2 separate regions of the Mus musculus genome follow, and region 1 is linked to region 2. A link is a contact called in public promoter capture Hi-C data. All regions are on one chromosome and are shown on one strand. The core of a region is the stretch at or near the end of the contact, and the rest is flanking DNA. Distances in the headings are between cores, read along the strand shown.

Evidence for each region. Promoter capture Hi-C pulls out the DNA fragments that hold promoters and counts their contacts.
Region 1: a promoter capture Hi-C map of liver shows a contact between it and region 2, with 3 times the contacts expected there. The contact joins the promoter of Slc6a20a here to the promoter of 9530059O14Rik in region 2. A contact is called at or near these places in 3 of 39 promoter capture datasets (embryonic stem cells and liver).

Annotation. Positions count from the first base shown.
Region 1 is chr9:123,675,430-123,682,105 of GRCm38.p6, reverse strand. It overlaps Slc6a20a (solute carrier family 6 (neurotransmitter transporter), member 20A), which reads left to right and starts at 3,274. Exons shown (of 11, transcript NM_139142.2): 1 at 3,274-3,420. The coding sequence starts at 3,300.
Region 2 is chr9:122,568,958-122,575,556 of GRCm38.p6, reverse strand. 9530059O14Rik (RIKEN cDNA 9530059O14 gene) reads right to left here and starts at 3,056. Exons shown (of 2, transcript NR_015610.2): 1 at 2,793-3,056.

The DNA.
Region 1 (6,676 bases), core at 2,025-4,524, 1.1 Mb before region 2:
ACACATTGGAAGCTCAAAATGGCCTAAGATTGAGGTGTTCACTCCACAGAAACTAACAAACATATGAGAGGTTGGTTTTTTTTTTCTGCAGAAAGTGCATAAACGTGTTAGTCCACCATCAGTGTCCACACACTACATTACTCTCTCCATGTGGAAAGTCCTTACCACCACAGTCTTTGTGACTGGAGCAGCCCGTCACTCAGTGGAGCTTGTCAGGTTAGAGTTACAGGATGGCATAGAGAGCTGACAATTTGTTTACTTGGCCTGAGTGATTCTTTATGCTACATACACCACAGAGAATAGAGACAGAGTCTCACACTCTGGACCTTACATATTGGGCTGGCTTCACAAGGCAGGTAAGACCAAATACTGGTCTAGTTCCTGGAGTAGGGAATAAAAAGTCACTGCCTTAATCAAATCAACAAATTCTCCATGTCAATTCATATTTCTGGTGGCTGGTAACTGTTCTGAGTATTTTTCTGAGGTGTCCAGTTTACAAATGTCACTGTGTAGCCAACAACCCTGTAGAAAAGCCGATTTATGATACCAAAAACATATAAGTACATAGCTGGAAGCAGCAAACTATTGTCCAAAGTATTCACCACCATGCTTACAGGCAGACCCTATACCAAGTCTGCTGGGGATGGTAGGATGGCTCATTTGGTAAACAGTCTGCATATAGGCATGAAGATCTGAGGTTCAATCTCCAGCCCCCACATAAAAAGCCAGAGACAGTGGCATCTGGCTATTTCTCAAAATACTGAGAGGAAGGGGAATTTGGAAACAGGAGGGTCCCTTCGTGCATTGAGCAGCCAGCCTAGCAGAATCAGTGAGATCCAGGATCAGTGACAGGGCCTCAGGAGGTGGTAACCTTATCTGTTTATTGATGAAAGTTGCTTTGCTAACGAGTTGAACGCTCAAACATACCCCCATGACCTTGGGGTCAATAAAGAAGAGGTCGGGATTTTGTTGTTATTGTTGGTTTGGGGGTTGGTTTGATTGTTTTGTTTTCCTTTGCTTTGTTTGTTTTGTCTGTGTAGTCCTGACTGTCCTGGACTCAACTATGCAAACCAGGCTGTCTTTGAACTCACAGAGCTCCTCCTGCCTCTCAACTTCTAGAAGGAAGGAAAAGGTTGTTTAAAATAAGACAAGAAAAAAACAAAAAGACCATGAAGAGACCTTTTTTCTTAAAAAAAAAAAAAGTTAATAGATTTGTTTGTTGAGTGTGTGTGTTTGTGTGTGCACGCATGCAAATGCATATAGGGACCCTTCAAAACCAAAAGAAGGCATCAGATCTCCTAGAGCTGAAGTTACAGGTATGGTGAGCTAACAATGTAAGTGCTAGAAACTGAACTCTGATCCTCCAGTCTACTTGGATTGTTTGAAATATGGTCTCCTATAGTAGGCTGGTCTTGAACTTGCTATGTAGCTGGAGATGACCTTGAACTCTTTTTTGTTTGTTTGTTTTTGTTTTTCAAGGCAGGGTTTCTCTGTGTAGCCCTGGCTGTCCTGGAACTCACAGTGTAGCCCAGCCTGGCCTCGAACTCAGAAATCTGCCTCCCAAGTGCTGGGATTACAGATATACACCACCATACACACCCAGTTACTAGAAAACTAGGAACTGAGCACAGGGTCTCATGCATGTCAGGCAAGCACTCTACCCACTGAGCTGAATACCTCTCCTGCCCAAACTCTTCTTTCTTGAAGATAAGAATTCTCTTCATTAGAAGATACTTAGGATATGAAACTTGGTATATAAAGCAGACATAGGGCCCATAGCCAGAGCAGGGATACAAATGCAAATCAGTAGAAAAAGAAACCCAGGAAAAACTGACCAAAGGATTAGGCAGAAATTTCAGATGGTAGCCAACTTGTCAGTTGCCTGGGAAGTCAAAGGGTAAATTGAACCATCAGCACAAAGTCACAAATCTAGACAGAACTTTAAAAACAGAATGGCAGTGCCAGCAAGATGGTAAGACCACTTGCTCTGACCTCTGACCTCCACTCATGCCATGGCACCTGGTCCCAATAAATGCTTGTTTTTGTTTTGCTTTGTTAAAACAAAAAACAGTCTGTGGAATGACAGTAAAGATGCAGAGCAGCTGGGATTAATGAGAATGTGAACTGATATTTTTTGATGCCGCACATAGTCCCAAAGTTCCTAATAGTCCATCTACCTGCCATATTAGAATGTTCACTTTGGTTCTATTCATAGTAGCCACAAACTGGACAACACAAATGTCCACCAACAAGACTGGAACTAGACATAGGAGGATGCAGGAAATATATATATTTAGTATATATATATATACTAAAGCTTAAGAATCTAGAGTTTCTTCCACTGTGTTGTGACTTTGCTTTCTTTACTGTTTTAAGGTTAAAAGTCCTAGGATAGGTTGGGGCAGATTTTTTTTCTATTACAGATGAAACAAGGTCAAAGATGTTAAATGGCTTGCCAAGTCACAGAATTTAGTCTGTGGTGGAATATAGACGCAAACAACAGATCCTGCATCACTGTACCAAACTTTACTGAGTTAGGTTCATTTATATCTTCTTGTTGGACTGGCAAAAACATGAGAATTCTTGGGTTTCCACCTGGCCCAGGGAAGAGAATCTCTGACTCCCATTGGCCTCAAGGCAGCTGTTCAAAACCTGATTCTGCCCACACTACAGGTGCAGGCAAGGGCCGGTAGTTGGAGACCCTTAAGTCTCCCATGTGTGCTAGGATCAAACTCAGGGTCTCAGAAGTGCTAGGAGAGTGATCTGCCTCTGAATCTCCACACCCACCCTCTCTGTGCAAAAGTCATCTCTCCTCTGGGAAGTCCTGGATCCCTGTCTGTCTCTAGGACTTGTCTCTCTCTCTGCTTTACCTAAATTGCCCCTGCATCACCGACTTAGGTGAACTGGGTGGTATTAATTAAAGGAAATTACCCCAGTGGGTCAAAAGAAGTTAAGAACGAGTCACTCCGTGGTATTTAAATGTTCCCGCCACCTGAATGTGAGCCCTGGAGGGGTGGGGTTGCTGTGTCTTCCCGCAGCACAGCAGTGCCAGGCATATAGTATTGTCATCGATTAATCAGTAAGAAGTTGAGGAAACATGATCCTTTCCCCGAGCTCTGAAGTCCACACGCAGGGCCAAGGAGGGGCGCCTTCCCCGCCCGCCGAGGCTAGGGTGGGGCTCACCGTTCCCCACTCACCGGCCTCGCCCCGCGCGCGCGTTAATGAGATTAGCAATTAAAAGGCGGGCGAGCGGCGGCGGCCAGAGACCAGGCCCTGACGGGGAGCAGCGAGCTCGGGACATGGAGAAGGCACGGCCTCAGTGGGGCCATCCGCTGCAGTTCGTGTTCGCCTGCATCTCCTACGCCGTGGGTTTGGGCAACGTGTGGCGCTTCCCTTACCTGTGCCAGATGTACGGCGGAGGTGAGTGCGCACAGGCGGGACCGCCGGGTGCCTGGACGCCGAGCGGCGGTGGCATTCCGGCCCGCGAGCCTCCGCTCGGGGTGGCGTTCTGTCCCGAACACCCCAGCTCGGCCAAGTGTTCGGTCCCACGCGCTTCAAGTTCAAGGGCGGGTGGCCCCTGTAACCGAGAACGCCGCGGCGCGGGGACTGTCGCCCTAAGAAATTGACCCTCGCGGTCCCGAGTCCGAACTGTGGCTCCAGCAGGTGCAGGGCGGCGCCGGCGGGGAACCTGCTGTCCCGGGAGGAAAGGTGCGGTGCCGTCTACAGAGGTGTGAAAGAGGACACTAAATTGTTTATCAGGAACTTGTCGTGCAACTTGCAGTTCCGAAATTTAAGTTCCCGACCGCAAGTTGAAACACCAGTCAAACGGATCGTGAGCGATTTCTTTTACTTTTTCTTAATAAAAAGGATCGGTTTGTAGATGTGAAGACTTAGTTTGGGCTTGGAATCACAGGAGGGAAAAACAAATAATTCCGTGCCCGGAGAATTAGTTTCTTGGTTCTGCTGTTTTGTTTTTATAAATGTTTCCTCTGACCTAGGGGAGAAACTGGGGGTTAAGGGTGGGACAGACACCTCACCCTGCACCCGCTAAAGCAGGGAAAAGAGCTGAGAACTCTGGGACTGGGACTTTCCGAAGTCCAAGTACCGTTCTGGGGTCAGTATGGCATGAAGGAAGTAAGTCTCAGCATAAAAACCTCCCTCTTCAATTCCATTTTCTAAAACCTCATCTAAAGGAAAACGCAGCATATGAACAGAGACAGAAAATAGCATGGCTACCGCCTTTAATAAGATCAAAATGTGAGAAACTTGCTAAGCCATTCAGAAAAAAAAAAAATATTGGTTCAGTAAGTTGTGGAACATCCTTGGCAGCCATAAAGGTAAAGTTTTAATAGAATTTTATCTTAATAGTGTTATCATGTGATAAGTGGAGGCAGGTGAAGTCATATTCAAAACTGTAAAACATTTTTAAGCACTTGTGCTTAAAACCATTCAGAGAAAAGGAAAATGAAAAAAAAATTTCAAGTGTTATCAATAGTTTTCTGGGTGGCTCTTATTTACCTAACAGCATGTTTGTGTATACATGGGAGGAGAGATCTAATAGCATGTGTTTGTGTATGGGTGGAGAGAAAGCTAATCAGCACATTAGTTCTCGATATCAGGACAGTAAAAAATATTAATGTATTACAGAATTTAACTTGTTTAAGAAAATCTAACCCTCCCTCCTCCTGTCACTCCAGCCAGATCAAAATCAATTCAACAAAAGGTTACTCTATAGATTTGAAGAAGGAAACAGTGCATTCTTAATTCTCTGGTTTATTTTAATTTGAGGGCATATGCTATCACATGCTCCTAATGTTTCATAACTGACTTTAAAAAGAATTGTCAGAGGCAGATTTTCACATCTTTGTGTGCTCAGTACATCTGTCTCAATACCTTCTTTATCCTGGGTCCATAGCTCCCAACACCAGGCCGAGTAAACCACACTGTCACATGACTGCTTAATTCCTTGTTTATCATGGCACCATCACCTGAACAGGCTTCAGGTAGTACAAGGGAGGCTAAATGGTTTTGAAGTTGAATATCTACAAGGAGACCTTCAAGATAATTGGAAGAAGAAACCAAAGGAAATCTTGGGCTTGGTACAGTTGTGTAGCTGGACAGACAGGACTTGGAACTGAGGGTAGAATAGCTGAGAGGGGGTACTTGCAAGTTAGACAGCAAATGTGTCCAAAACAAAAGCTAAATTGTCCTGGCACAGTAGATATTTGGCCTTCTCTTAGTTGGTATTTCCACTTCTTTCTATGAAGTTCATCTCAGCCCAGTTCCTAGCTCTTGCCTGCTTCATCTACCCACAGGTTAGATGTCCGACTACCCACAGGTAGCTCCTCCCTGCCTGCCGTGTGCTGCTCTTTACTTGGAGAACTTGCAGGCTCCCCTCCCCTGCTGCTCTCCGTGACTCTCCTTACCTGTGAAGTCAAGTGAGCACCTGGTCACAAACACTGGGAGCTTTAGAATTCTTCTCTCACCCTGCTCATCCAGTCCTCCAGTGAAGTCAGAGGAAGCACCCCCATAAAACCTTACTGAGTGAATAAGCAAGACCTGCAGTGGAAAGCTATAAACTCAGGCTGGGAAGATGGCTCAGTGATAAAGCCGTTGCAGTGTAACCGTGAGGATCAAAGTTTGGATACCCAGAACCAGCCCAGATAAACATCTGGCAGATGTAAGAGTCTACACACAGAAAGCAGAGACAAGATCCTTAGAACGAGCTGGGTAGGGTAGAATACCCATCAGCAAACTCTGAGTTCAACTGAGAGGCCTTACTTCAGTAAATAAAGTGGAGACTGAAAAAACAAGATGTCCATCATCAAAATTAGACTCCCACTAATACATGTGCACACGTGAACACACACAGAGTCAACAATGAGGAATGCTGGTGGCACTTCCACTCACTCTGAATCCATAGTAACAACAAGTTATTAATATCACCCCGTCTAGGTGATCTGAAATCATTCTTCGCTTCCATAGAGCTACAAGAGAAAAACTCTAGACTCTAGAGCAGCGAGCATTTTGTTGATAAACTGCCAAATACCTCGCAGAATCAAACAGATTAGGATCCTTTCTGAGGGGTTCTATTGTGACTGCTCCCTTCAGCCAGCCCTGAACAAAGAAGGTCAGTTCTGAAGATTATGTCCCAGGTGTCACCCTTCTCTGCACAGCTCCACCTCCCACCCCAACTCCTGCACCAAAGACAAAACACAAAACCAAAATGGATGGTGAGGAATTTTACAAAATCCCCTCTTCAAAAAAGGTCAGCAGACCAAAGTCTAAGATGTTAATTCCTTCTGGGATGCAAATGTGCTGAATAGCAATGTGAGAAAACATACACCCACCAGCAGCTTATATAAGTGTGTGTGTGTGTGTGTGTGTGTGTGTGTGTGTGTTATTCAGACGCATGTAAAATGCATGGAAGAAAGAAAGAACAGTTGTGTGGCTGTAGAAAAGATGGATTATGGATTTCCACCTTCTTGTTATTTTCTAGATGATGTAGGGGGAAATCAGGGATCTGACTCTTTAGAGAGCAATGAGATTCTCAAGATTTAGTGCTCCATTCCTCTTCAAAACCCTCATTTCCCTCTGGAACAGGAAGTGAGTTCTTTTAGCCCCCTTAATTCTACTAACCCTAATTGCTCAAAATGTTACATCTTGAATGGGTTAC
Region 2 (6,599 bases), core at 1,807-4,306:
AATCCTGAAGCTACTGAAATCGATTTGAGTTTTAGAATGACCTGCAATCACAGACAATTTACCTGATTGCTTGTTCCAGGGACTCAAAGCCTTCAAGGTGCTGGGATTTGTAGTTGTGTTTTGTAGATTTAAAAGAGGGGAAGATAATGTAAGGGGGAAGGTGTGTGTGTTGGGGGGACAGAAGGAGCTTTGAACTTAAATTATCGCTTTAAAAAGAAACATGCAATTTTCACTCGGAATAATGGCTGAGGTAAGTGCTAACAGGTCCAGCCAGATCTGGAAATGTGCTATCTCATTCTAGCTGTCAGGTGAGAAATGTCTTTTTCTTCCTTTTAAATAACGTATCTACTTTAAGAATGGATGGTAGGTAGCCAAATGGGCATCTTTCTAGAGAAAAAATTTTTTTAAAGAAAGTAAAAATGATTTAAATTTCTCTTCTTCTTGGTCAGCCCTGCTGTCTGTGCGGATGATACACAGACGGTGGCAGTGAGAATTAGGAATTATGAATTCAGAACGCCTCTTTCTTCAAAGGGCTTATAATACTCTTTCCTATAGATTTGAAATCTTGTCTTTGCAGAGGTGGCTTCCTCTAATCATATGTGGCATGTCCTGACTCAGTTCTTCTTGGTGGAGCTTGCAGTAAAGGGCTAGTGCATCCATTTATTTCTTCTTCCTGTTCTCATGAAGATACCGGATGCTTAACTATCACACATGCTGGCTTATTCTGTATATTACCTGAAAACCTCATTAAAAAACAAACAAACAAAAAGACACTAAAAACCCAAACCCTTATTTTTATTAAGAAATCTTATCAGGAGATCCAACGCCTTTGATGTTTGTTCTCGACGTGTCTTTCAGCCTCCCCGACCTTAAAGTTTAGAAGCAGTTCTCACTCTGTCTTCTCCAACAAAATCAGCCTCTCAGAGTTATTACAAATACTGGTTTGCGAAGCTGACAGGTGAAGTGGAGTAATATTAGGTTTTGAAGGCTGCACAGGAGTCGAAGCCCCTCTCCAACATTAGTGCACATGAGCACAGGCATCACAGAGCCCGATGCTGCCTCGCCCTGCACTGCTGCAATTGCAGGGTTCCTTCCCTGGTGTCATGCAGACACTCAGAAGAAGGGTGGGGCTCCCTGGTCTTGCAGTGTAATGGCAAAGAGATTCTCTGCTGTTCAGAAAACTGAATTGTTCACATTCTGGTTTTCCAATATTCTCCACAAATACCTTGAACATAATGGGGTGGTTAAGACTGTCACTGTTTCTAATGTTACAAGGGAGATGAAAACCTTTGTGTCAGGCCAAATGAGATGTGTGCACCAGTGCAGATGGTGGTTATCAAAATGAAGGGGGTGAATCTAAAAGCCCAAGGAAAATCTCCTAGGGAGGAGACTGATAAGAATGAATATATATATATATATATTATATATATTTATAATATATATATATATATATATATATATATATATATATATATATAATGTGGTTAAGGTCTAGAAGTGAAATCTAACTGTGCTAAGCTCTGCTGGCAGCCTTATGAGTCAGCACACCTCTCAACCCTTCAGCAAGTGCAGCTAGAGTAAATGGGTAAGAGCTGTCTTTGGACACACCCATTCTCTCTCTCTCTCTCTCTCTCTCTCTCTCTCTCTCTCTCTCACACACACACACACACACACACACACACACACACACACCTTTATGCTGCTGGGTGTCTGAATTCAGAGCTTGTATCCCAAACTGCACCCTTCCACCTCCACTGAGAAGACTCAGCTCCAGTGCAGAAGGGCTAGCCTTCAGCTCTCTCCCCAGCGTAATTGGATCAGGGCTTATTTCTTCCTCTAGGGGCAACTCCTACTTCATTTTCTCTCCAGTCTGCATGTTATCAGCTTGACATCCCCTTCAGTGGCACATGACAAATTAAATTGGCCATCACTGTACTCATCAAAGGAGGTTGTCTTCTGTTCCCCAGAAGTCCTGTGTTCTCTCTCTCTCTCTCTCTCTCTCTCTCTCTCTCTCACACACACACACACCTTGGTTTTTATTTATTTCTATTTTTTTCCCTAGGGTTTTGTTTGAAAGGTTATAAGGAACATATGGACCATAAAGCCAAAAGTATAGTCGCAAAATATGACTCAAATACCTACATCTCTACTGCCTTGCATTTAAAACAAAAACTTTACAAAAACGCGAATTAAGTTATTTTCTCCATCTTCCCTCGTAATTCAACACTTTAACGCATATTTTCTGCCAAAAAGTCATAAAGTAAAAATGGTGTATCCTAGGCGCTTCCAAGTCTCACACATCCTTGGCAGAATAACCTGCAGCACAGGGGTAGATCAGAAACGGAGGGGGTTAGCTGGTTAGCAACATCTACAGCCACTGTTTCTTCTCTCCTTGGCATTTCAAGTGGCTTTTGGGGACAGAGTGACGGGACCAACGCAGAGGCTTCGCCCTAGCCCTACCCAGGGCTGATTCTCAAAAGGGCCCCCGCCCCCCACATTCAAACACGCCGGGTGTACCCAGCCTGCGCCAGCTAGCTAGAGCTCCCGGCTCCTATCTGAGTGTCTTTTCAACCTTTGTCAAGTATCTCAAGACAAGAATTCCTCAAATCAAAGCGCTTTCCCAAACCAGGGACTGGGGAAACTCGAAAAAGAGGCCCAGAAGGCGAGTGACTTCGGACTTGTTCTGCAAGCTTGACTTAGTCATTACACCAAACCTCCTGTGCCCTAGAGGATCCCGGGGTTCCCACACAGTAGGAGGGCATCCCATGCCTGCGCTCCCGCTGGGCACTCACCTACTGCTAGAAAAGAAGTCACAATCTGTGGTCCAGACTTCCGCCGCAGAGAAGCCCAGCACGCCCACCCAGAGGGCTAGCGCGCCTCCGCGGGTGGTCGGATCACAGGGTGCCGAGGGTACCCACTGAGGTGGCCGGACATCTGGGTGTCTGAGCGCGCCCTCCGAGGTAGTCTGATCGCTCGCGCCCGGTAGGGCGGTGGGAACCCGGGCAGCTGCTGCGAGGAGCGCTCCCGGGCGGGTCCGCGCCGAGCTCGAGCGAGCGGGCGAGCGGGGCGGGAGGGGCCATTTGTAACCGAGCAGACGCTACCACCGCCCCTTACTCGCGGGGGGCGGGGGCGGGCGGTCAGGTGATGGCGGCCCACCCCGCGCCGCGGAGCCCGGTGGTTCCTGCCCGGGAGGAGCCCCCTGGCGCGCTCTGATTGGAACTCCCGCTGCAGTAGGAGGGGGAGGGGGACACGTGACCGCCCGACTGGGCAGCCGGCGCGCCCCACCCGCTATGGGCACCCCATCTTTCCTCCCGGAAAAGCCGGGGAACACAGGGAAGGCGGGGGAGCACGCAAGGTGCAACCAGCTCCTTTAGCTGCAGTGCCGGGTGATCACCGCAGCTGAACCTGGGAAGGCATTCACACTACCAACCGGCCTTCACAGTCCTCCGCCCTGCCCTTGGCAGTAGAACCCTCCCTCCTCTGCTGCAGCCCCCCCCCCCCCCACACACACACACTGACACTCTGAATAGACCCCACCGGCACTTCATAGTCAAGCGTGACCCCTCCCCTCTCTGTCTCTTTCTGCGCACCGGCGAGAGTGAGTACCCGAGAACAGCTTAAGGCGATGCGATGCATTGCAGACACCGCCCAGTTCCAAGGCTAGAAAACCCCGCAACCCACGACTAGACCACGCCCGGGAATGCCTGATAACTCCAAGGTCTACAAGGTTCTGAACTCGAACAGGCTCCCTCAGGAGAAGGGAACCGCAGTAGAAGGCCCACCCTCCCCAGAGAGGGCAGTGGTCTTCTGAGTGCAAGTCCAGTCCTCAGCCCAGGGGAGCAAAGATCCAATAAAGGTCAAATTAAAACATAAGGTAGTGACGCCGCCAGGGACGTGCCTCATGGTTGTGGGAAGCCGGCAATTAACCACCCACGACCGGGCGTTGCTTTTCTCTCGAATGTGAACGCCCTCGGAGTTGCGCTGTTCCATGCTCGCTCCAGTTCTCTGCAGAGAACGGATTCTGCAGCCTTGCACTCTGCTTCCCCATGACCCCCTCCCTTGGTTGCACCATCCTAGATGGCAGGAATTCAGAGAAAATGCGGTGTCACGTCCGCTGCGACGCCCGTGGACGCGTCTGCGACAACCCCAGCAGCACATGGGGACCGTGAATCTGCTCGCCACTTGGGCCATACTGTGGGCATTCTTATGAGATTATTAGAAGCAAACTGTCTCTCTCTACACTGGCTTCTTTCTAACTTCTGTCCAAGAGAGTTTTGTACTGTATTTGGACGTGGATGCGGTTTTTGGCCAAGGCAGAAACCGCATAGTCCAAAGCACAGATGGGGGAAGAAGGTGGGACTTAATGGTCCCATTGCACTCCAACTTCCCTCTCAACCTCTACCCGCGAAGCAACGCCTCCCTTAACCCAGAGGGTCTTTCCCCAACCCCTTCATGACACTTGTGTGCTTCCCTGGGCACAGGACAAATGTCCAGCAGGTTTGCTTAGTAGGAAGCTTAACTGCATGCAAAGCTTCGGGCACCAACGCTAGACAGAACTTTGGAGGACTCCGAAAAGCTACCATGGGAGAGAGGGGCCTGTCAAATTAAGAAGTATATTATTTTCCAAGCAGATGCCTCGCTGCCCTTCTCAAAACTACACTATATATAAAAGGGGGAAAATAATCCACTACACACACACACACACACACACACACACACACACACACACACACACACCTTTTTAGCAAGGATCTGGGAAGTTGAGAGAATACTGCTCACTTGTGGCATCGCCCGAAGAGATAATTCCTGAGGGTCTGGCGTGTATTCAAAGATATGATATCCGGTAGCCTAGACAGGAAGGAGGTGAATACTCCTTCAGAGTCTCAAGGTTGTGATTTTGAACTTGAAACTGTAGATCCTAATTTTTTTGTTTTTGCCTCCCTCTCCCTTCAATGCTTTATGTTGCATATCTGGGAATGATGGTGGAGTTAAATGCAACACACACACACACACACACACACACACACACACACACACACGTTGGGTCCGGCACAGCTGGAGATGTGTGGTATCAGATCCTGGACTTTCACGTGTCCGACCCTTGAGTACCATTGAGAGAGGCAGCCCAGAGTGGCTGATGCAGAGACTGACACGCCTTGTAGTGTAGGGAGTGTTCGCGACAGTGTCTGAATTGGGGTAGGTCCCTGACTTCGAGCCCTGCTTGTCTACAGGGTCACGCCCTGTTGAGAAAACACACAACAGCCGGGATGAATGGGGATGATATTGAACAGGACAAGTCGCTGCAGAGCATTTGCTTTCAGCGTCCTCCTGCGGCGCGGTCAGAGGTCTGTGGAACTGTGCCTTCGGAGTGACCACACCTCAGGGTTGTGAGAAGCTGCTTAATGGCGACAGGGGTGGGGCATGTTGATAAAGTGCAGAATCTGACCTGATTTTCAATCTAAAAGGGATCTGGAAGTATCGACGGGTCAATCTTGGGAAGCTACGAAGAGGGCGTGGTGGAATGGGACAAATGGCAGGTTTGGGGTCCCAGGGTGAAAAGGATTTCGGAGGCTCCCTGTCTGCAGGCATGTCCTCAAGAGCTGCGCTAAGCGTCATCATCCCCTTCTATAGGCCAGGCACGGTCCCCCTCTCTTTCCTTCCTCCAAGTTCCTGTGGCTAAATCCCTGCACACTGGCCAGCACCAGTAAGATTCTGAGTCGGCAGTCTCCCCTCTGCTCATTACTAGAGCGGACCAAGGCCTGCCTGTCCGGTCCGCTGTGCGCCTGGCAGGCACCACATTGATCCTGTCGTCTCGTTCCCGCCTACCGCAGGGTTGCTGCAACAGTGGGACCGCTACCTTCTCATGCTTTCTGCCGTTCCACCCCACCCCCACCCCTGTTGGCTGTTCACCTCACGCCCGCCCACCATCTTCGTCCCCAGCGCACTCTGCTGCACCCCCACTAGGCGCGCGTGGCTGCCCAGGGCTGGGCGCAGCCGTTGCGGGGAACCCACGACGGCGATCCGCTGCTGCCCCGGCTCGGGGTCCACCAACGTGGAACCTGACTACTCCTCCAAGGTCCCGGGCTCAGTTGTGGGTAGAGTCCCCGCAAACCCCTAATGTGCTCCGTAGGCAGGTCAATGTCCATATGTCTCTGCCCCGTCATCCCTAGTCAGGGGTGTGGGCGAAAGGTTTGGAAGCTCCAGTGTCCCCAACCACCCTTGGACAAAGCCTCCAGCTTTCCGGTTTCCCACTCGGGAGATTCAAGGAGGCCCGGGCAGCGGGGAAAGGACGCGCGTGGAGAGCGCCTCCAGGCGTCGGGCCAGGATGTGGCGCGTCCCAGCCCTCCCCAGCGCGGTTGCTCCCGCGCCTGCACCCGCGCTGCGGTGCTGCAGAGCGCAGGCCGGGCGGCGCCGGTGGCTCCACACCCACGTGCCTGGGTGAGCGCGCCCTCAGCCAGCCGCTGCTCCTCGGCTGGCGCCGGCGGGATCTCCGCAACGCCCCACCCTCTCCGCACTCTCAGCCTCCTTGGCGTCTCCGCCGCAGCTTCCGAGACCCGGCGCCGCCTCTGCGAACCACGCTGCCCAGCACGCTTGCGGCG